Regions from separate parts of the Macaca mulatta genome. Here region 1 is linked to region 2. A link is a contact called in public Hi-C data. All regions are on one chromosome and are shown on one strand. The core of a region is the stretch at or near the end of the contact, and the rest is flanking DNA. Distances in the headings are between cores, read along the strand shown.

What was found. Hi-C and Micro-C count contacts between places; a contact is called where the count stands out from the background.
Region 1: a contact with region 2 is called in a Hi-C map of fetal cortical plate, with 2.0 times the contacts expected there. The contact joins the promoter of GIGYF1 here to the promoter of NYAP1 in region 2. A contact is called at or near these places in 3 of 14 Hi-C or Micro-C datasets (fetal cortex germinal zone, fetal cortical plate and liver).

The regions. Positions count from the first base shown.
Region 1 is chr3:47,901,265-47,904,901 of T2T-MMU8v2.0, reverse strand. GIGYF1 (GRB10 interacting GYF protein 1) reads left to right here and starts at 1,925. Exons shown (of 26, transcript XM_077996416.1): 1 at 1,925-2,084.
Region 2 is chr3:47,678,858-47,682,748 of T2T-MMU8v2.0, reverse strand. NYAP1 (neuronal tyrosine phosphorylated phosphoinositide-3-kinase adaptor 1) reads right to left here and starts at 2,206. Exons shown (of 7, transcript XM_077996318.1): 1 at 2,026-2,206. TSC22D4 (TSC22 domain family member 4) reads left to right here and starts at 2,513. Exons shown (of 5, transcript XM_077996365.1): 1 at 2,513-2,933; 2 at 3,369-3,891. The coding sequence starts at 3,638.

The sequences.
Region 1 (3,637 bases), core at 676-3,175, 220 kb before region 2:
CACTGCACTCCAGGCTGGGGAGCAGAGCAAGACCCTGTCTCTTAAATAAATAAAACAGTTAAAAAAGGAAAACAGGAAAACGCCAAGTGCAGAGAAGCCTAGTGGTACTTGGTGGGGGAAACAAAAGTTGTTCCAGGTATAATAGTTCCTGAAGTCAACACTCTATCATGGCAAGACACCAGGCACTCAAATTCCAGGTCATGAACTTACCTTTTCCTTGTTTTGAGGATTACATTGTGTTGGGCGACAGCAGTAAGGTATACATTCTGGAGTAACTTCCAATGAAAAAGGTGAAAGCATACGCGGAACTTTGCAGCTCTGAAAAAGTTCAGCCAGTCGTTCTTGAAAAGTCCTCTTTTTAAACAAAGGGGGTTTCAGTCACCTCACATTTGCATAGCAGTTTCTCTCTTGTCAAAGCCTTTCACATTCACTTATTTTAATTCTTACAGCACTCACTGAAGAGTGTGGAGTTGGGGGTCGGGGGTGGGGCGCAGAGCAGTGTTAACATCTTTCTGTAAGAGAAACAGAGACTTTTGAGAGGCCAGGCATGGTGGCTCATGCCTGTAATCCCAGGACTTTGGGAGGAAGATCGTTTGGGTCCAGGAGTTCAAGACCAGCCTGGGCAAAATGGGGGAAACCTGTCTCTACAAAAAAAAAAAAAAAAAAAAAAAAAAGTTAGCTGGGTGTGGTGGTGTGCCCTGGTAGTCCTGGCTACTCAGGGCACTTGAGGCATGAGGATTGCTTGAGCCCAGGGGGCAAGAGGATGCAGTGAACTGTGATCGCGACACTGCACTCCAGCCTGGGTGACAGCAAGACTCTGTCTTGGAAAACACACAAACAAGAAACTTTAAAAATTAGTTGGGTGTGGTGGCACACGGATGTAGTCCTAGCTATTCAAGAGCCTGTGGCAGGAGGATCCCTTGAGGCCAGGAGTTCAAGACCAGCCTGGGCAATGTTGTGAGACACGCCACCTGCCCCCATCTTTACAGAGAATAAAAAAGTTATCTGGGCACAATGATGCACACCTATAGTCCCATCAATTCCGGGGGCTGAGATGTGAGGATCGCTTGAGACATGGCAGTTGGAGGTTGCGGTAAGCCGAGATCGGGTTAGTGCACTGCAGCCTGGGTGACAGAGTGAGACCCTGCTTCAAAAAAATAAATATACAGAGGCCGGGCGCGGTGGCTCACGCCTGTAATCCCAGCACTTTGGGAGGGCGAGGCAGGCAGATCACTTGAGGTCAGGAGTTCTAGACCAGCCTGGCCAACATGGCGAACCCCTTCACTACTAAAAATACAAAAATTTAGCCGAACTTGGTGGTGTGTGCCTGTAATCCTAGCTACTCGGGAGGCCGAGGCACGAGAATCACTTGAACCCGGGAGGTGGAGGTTGCAGTGAGCTGAGATCGCGCCACTGCACTCCAACCTGGGCGACAGAGCCACACGCTGTCTCAATAATTAAATAAATAATAAGAAAAAAAAATAAAAGAGGCTCTTGAGAGTCAACTCATCTGCCTGAGCCACTTATTTCACACATCCCAGGACGCCTGATGAAGGGTTCTGGATTTTATTGTCTCCTGTCATCCAGGTGGGCTTCCTGGAGGAAACTGGACCGCCAGGGAGGCCGCGGCCTCGGTTCCAAGGGTCGCGCGTCGCAGGGTCGGAGGAGGTGGGGGAGAAGGGGCCGCTCCGGGGCCGACCCCGCCCGCAGTTAGGGGCCCACGTCACGTGACCAGCCGGGCGCCCGGGTCACGTGCCGGGGCGGGAAGGTGGGGGCCGTCGGGGGCGACTGGCGTCCGGACAGCGGCGCGCGGGGCACGCGAGGAGCGCACGAGGAGAGGCGGCGCAGGCCGGAGCCGCGGAGGGAGGCGGCGGCGGCGGCGGCGGCGGAGGAGGGGGCGGCCCCGCGGCCCCGCGTCCGCGTCACGTGGTGCGAGGCGGGCAGCCATCTTGCTACAAACACAAACACAGAGGAGCGGCCGCCGCGGGAGCGCCAGCGTCCCCTCCCCCGTCGCCGCCGCCGTCCCCGGCCCCAGCCCGCCGCGCGCCGCCCACGCCCCGGACCGGACCCTTGCGCCGCCCGCGGTAAGCGCCCGGCGTTCCCGCGGCCCCCAGCTCACAGCCCGGCCCCGGGGCAGGCCCGCCCCCGACGCCGCGGCGGCCGCGCCGAGCCCGCGAGCTAGCGAAGCGCTGGAGCCAGCGCGCGGGCCGCCGACGAGGACCCTCCCCCGTCTCCTCCCCGAGGCCGCCGCCGCCGCCGCCCGGTGCGTCCGCCCGCCCTCCCGCCCGCTCCGGCCCCTCCCCGCCGCCGGGACCCTCCCCCAGAGCCGGCCAGCCTCGGGGAGGCCCCAGGAGGCCGGCGCCCGGCTTGGGGGGCGACCGCTCGACCCCCGCGCACCTGGCGCCCCTCCCTGAAGGGCACGCCGTCCTCCCGGGCCGGCCCGCCGCCTTCCACCCCCGCGCTCCTAACGGTCGCCCCCGGGCCTCTGCCAAGCCCTGCTGTGGGCCGCCTGGGGGCCCCCGACCCTAGCGTCCTAAGGTGTCCGGGCCCCGCGCTCCCCGGAGTTCTCCCCAGCGCGCCTTTGGGTTCCCCTCGGAAGGAGCTGGGCCTTGCAGTTCCCCAAGTCCAAGCTTTCCACGACTTTGGCCAACATGGAAGCCTTCTCCTCCACCCAGGCACCTCGCCTGAGTCCTCCTCACCTCCGTTTCCTTTCGCTCCGGCGATCTTAGTGCTGGGTCATTGGGGTCTCCTTCCCAGTTGCACAACCGCGGGAAACACCTTCCATAGTAGAGACTGCTTTCCCTCCCCGTCCCAGGCCAGGCCCTTCCCAGCTCATGACCCTCGGTGCAGCAGCTCCCTGGCCACAGCTCTCACACCTTGCCTTAAAAAAAAAAAATTTCCAAGTAACTTTTTAAGAGCCCCTTGTTTGTCTCCTCTGTTACACAGTCATTACTCGCTTTCCCGGTGAGACTCTAGGTCTGTTGTATCCTAGTGCCAGGAACTGGGAGATGCTACATAAAGACTTGTTAGTTGGATTGAATTTTTTTTTTTTTCCAATCACCCAAGCCTTACTTCCCTCTTGCCTTTCAAAGTGTTGTTCTGGAAGATCGTCAGCTTTCCCATCCTCTTTGCACTGCCCCTTCGAGTCCATATAGCAGTTTCGATTTAGAACCCCGCCAACCCCTGGCCTTTGGCATGGAAACACCATCGGTGGTACCAGTAAGGGTCTCTTCTTTGCTGTCGACATGGGGGATTTGGGGTTCTTTCTCCTTCCCATCTTTCCTGTGCCCTTTGCAGACTTAGGCTAGCCACCCTCCACCAGGCTAGCCAGCTCTAATCTGATTTTCTTAGATTGTAGGTCTTGGTACCCCAGCGGTCTTTCGTGTCATTGGGAAGGATTTGGGGGTAGACCTGGACTTGGTGTCCCTGCCATTGCCTGGGAACCAGGGGCCCTGAGGGTCCCATGGGGTGGTTAGTCAAGTGGACCATGTGCTTAAACTTATGAACTAGCTTGTTCTCCTGTTGGACACATCAGTCTTGTGTCCGTGATCTGATGCGTTAGCCCTAACTTTTACATGTGCTATTAGAATTTGGGAATTAAAAAAGAAAAATAGCCCACTATAGAGGAGAGAAGATG
Region 2 (3,891 bases), core at 957-3,456:
TTAGTAGAGACGGGGTTTCACCGTGTTAGCCAGGATGGTCTTGATCTCCTGACCTCGTGATCCGCCCGTCTCGGCCTCCCAAAGTGCTGGGATTACAGGCTTGAGCCACCAGGCCGGCCCCAAAGATAATTTTTGGATAGTTTGTAGCAAGTCAGCAAGAAGGAAGGAGGGCCTGGGGACGGAGGGACCAAGGCCATGTTCTGAGTGTTGCTAGAGGAGAAGAGGTTCTGTGAGGGACAGAGGGATGCAGTCTGGAGGGGTAGGGAGCAGGTGGGAGGCTGCTTCCCAGACATCACTACTTGGGAGGCTCACAGACCTGGGCTATGGCAGTCATTGTTACTATGGCTTAAGGGAGAGAAACAGGAGTGTGGATGTTTCTAACAAAGAGATAAAGAACAAATACATAACGAGGGTAGGTATTCCATTGTTTTATTTTTACCTAACCCTAAAGAGGGGTTAGAAATTTCCCTGAGGCCAGGCACCATGGCTCACGCCTGTAATGTCAGTTTTTTGGAAGGCCCAGGTGGGAGTATCATTTGAGGCCAGCCTGGGCAACATAGTAAGACCCTGTCTCTATGAAAACTAAAAAATTAGCCAGGTGTGGTGGAGTACACCTGTGGTCCCAGCTACTAGGGAGGCAGAAGCAGGAGGATCACTTGAGGCCAGGAGTTCAAGACGACCCTGGGCAACATTGCAAGACCCCCATCTCTACCAAAAAAAATTTTTTTTTAAAGAAATTTAGCCAGGCGTAGTAGTGTGTGTCTGTAGTCCCAGCTACTTGGTAGGCTGAGGCGGGAGGACCAACTGAAGCCAGGAGTTTGAGACCATACTGGGCAACATGGTGAGAGCTCCCATCTCTACAAAAATTTAAAAATTAGCTGGGTGTGGTGGCGTGCATCTAAAGTCCTAGCTACTTGGGAGGCTGAGGCAGGAGCATGGCTTGAGCCTAGGAGTTCCAGGCTGTGGTGAGCTATGATCACACCACTGCACTCCATCCTGGGCAATAGAAGAGAGAGAGCGAGAGAGAGAGAGCACCTGTCTCTAAAAAAAATGTGGGGGAGTGGTTGGGGCAAAGGGAAATAGTATAACATCCAGGATTTGGTTTCAAATAGTCCAGCAAAATACAGCTGGCTCCCACATGTCATTTCATTGAATGTCATTTCATTATAACGTTGATGATTTTTTAAAAATTAATTTTGGGTTGGGACCACCATCCGTGTGGAGTTTGCATGGTCTCCCCATGTCTGCATGGCACGTTTGAAAATTTTCATAATAATCCACTTTTTTTTTTTTTTTTTTTTTTTTTGGTGAGACATGGTCTCATTCTGTTGCCCAGGCTGGAGTGCAGTGGCACAATGTAGGCTCACTGCATCCTCAACCTCCTGGGCTCAAGAGATTCTCCTGCCTCACAGCCTCCTGAGTAGCTGGGACTACAGGTCTACATCACCACACTCAGCTTTTTTTTTTTTTTTTTTTTAAGACGGTCTCGCTCTAATCGCCAGGCTGGAGTGCAGTGGCACGATCTCTACTCACCGCAACCTCCGCCTCCCGGGTTCAAGTGATTCTCCTGCCCCCTGAGTAGCTGGGACTACAGGCGCATGCCACCACACCTGGCTAATTTTTATATTTTTAGTAGAGATGGGGTTTCACCATGTTGGCCAGGATGGTCTCAATCTCTTGACCTCGTGATCCGCCCGCCTCGGCCTCCCAAAGTGCTATTTTTTAATTTTTTGTAGAGATGGGGATCTCGCTATATTGCCCAGGCTGGTCACAAACTCCTGGGCTCAAGGGATCCTCCCACCTCAGCCTTTGAGTAGCTGGAATTATAGGTGCACATCACCATGCCCAGCCAATTTTTTTTGTTTGTTTTGTAGAGACGAGGTCTTGCTATTATATTGTCCAAACTGGTCTCAAGCAATCCTCCTTCCTTGACCTCCCAAAGTGTGGGGATTACAGGCATGAGCCACCACCGGGGTCCGGCAATAATCCACTTTTAAAAATAAGGAATGGGGGGAATAATAGTACCTTCCTCATGCAGTTGCTGTGAAAACCAAAGGAGAATGACAGCCACAGCCGCCCCGCAGCAGGGACTGGGCACTTCTGGGTGGGCATCCAGCACACCTCCCGGCCTGTGCCTTCCGTTTCTTCTGTGTGTCTCTAGGCCAATGGCAGCAACTGACTACAAGTAAGGGAATCCCTCGCCTCCCTGCAAGCTCCTCCCCTTTCTCCCCGAGCCCCGCCCTCTGCAGCCCCTGCCTGCAAGAGTGGGGCTGGGCCCGGCAGGTGTGGGGTTAAGAGAGTCTGTTTGGGGCCCCCAGGAGCAGCAGCCTAAGCAGTGGCTGCAGCAACTGCAACAGCAGCGGCTGTGGCAGGCCTGGCCCCGGGCCAGCTGGCGGGAAGCCCCAGGAGGGAGGGAGGGAGGAGGAAGGGGAGGAGGAGGGGAAGGAGGAGGAGGAGGAGGAGGAGAGGAGCAGTCAGCAGGCCCGAGGAGGCAGGACTTCCTGGTGTGGGGGTTGTCAACAGCTCAGAAGGAGAAAGACGGAGAGGCAGAGACCCAGGGGAGCGGAGGAGCGGAGACACGGACCCAGCGGGGCCACGCGGGAGGAGACTCGAGACACCCACTCGCTGGCTGCCACCGGGAGCAGCGGGGGGCTCGGCCGCCCTCTCCCACATCAGTCTCCAGACCCCTGGGGCTTCAGCGGCCGCTCCTGGGCTCCTCGGAGGAGCCGCGGGTTCCTTCTTTTCCGGAGAGCAAACTTTCCTCGGAGATGCCTCCCAGGATGAGCTGAGGCCCCCGGAGAGGACGGGGCAACCTCTGATCGCCGCCTGCGTGCCCCGCCACTCCCCCTGGCCAGAAGGCCCCAGGGAACGCACAGCCCGACCTCTTAGGCGCCGGGACCCTCAGGCTCAGATCAGTGGCTGAGGCCCCAGAGGTAGGATTCGGGGCTGGGTGGGGCGCTGGGGGTAGCCGGGCAGGGCCTGCCCCAGGGATGTGGGAGCTGGGGTGGGCTCGAGGCCCAGGAGAGGTCTCTCTGAGTGGCCGGGCCAGGCTGGGGAGCTGCTTCACCCCGGTTCTCCCAGGCCCTGGAGTCCAAGCTCTTGGGACAATACCCGCCCCCTGAGTCAGAATCTCAGATGAGAAATGCACAACTCTGGAACTCATCTGCCTCTTCCTACTCTGAGCGCCTTTTTGGATCTGGTCCCCTCTGCCCTGGTCTCTGTCATCTCTTGCCTGTCTCCGGGTCTCTGACGGTTTCCCCTTCCCCCACTCTGCTCCCCGGAGAGGAAGCCCCGGAGGTGGCCTGCCCACTGGTTTCACACACACACACAGACACACACACACACTCTCTCTCTCCCTCTTTTTCCAGTTTGCAAACTCAGCTCTGGAGTTCAGCAGCAACAGCAGCAGGAAAAACCTGCCCGTGCTCCCCCCTCCCGCCACCTCCCCTCTCCTCTTCTCCCCTCACCCAGCAGGCACCCCGGGTTCCCACCAGGCCCTCCTGCCATGTCGGACCCAGACGTCCCCAGGGGCCCGGATGCCCCCACCATGTGGCCCCCTTGTTCCAGGGGTGCCTGAGCCCCTTCAAGGAGTCCCAACCCACCCCCAACCTTGGCCCAGCCCTGAGCCCCAGGGACCATGAGCGGGGGCAAGAAGAAGAGTAGTTTCCAAATCACCAGCGTCACCACAGACTATGAGGGCCCGGGGAGCCCAGGGACTTCAGATCCGCCTACTCCACAGCCCCCCACCGGGCCCCTGCCCCGCCTGCCCAGTGGGGAGCCCAGCCCTGATCCGGGGGGCAAGGGCACCCCCCGGAATGGCTCCCCACCACCTGGGGCCCCCTCCTCCCGTTTCCGGGTGGTGAAGCTGCCCCACGGCCTGGGAGAGCCATA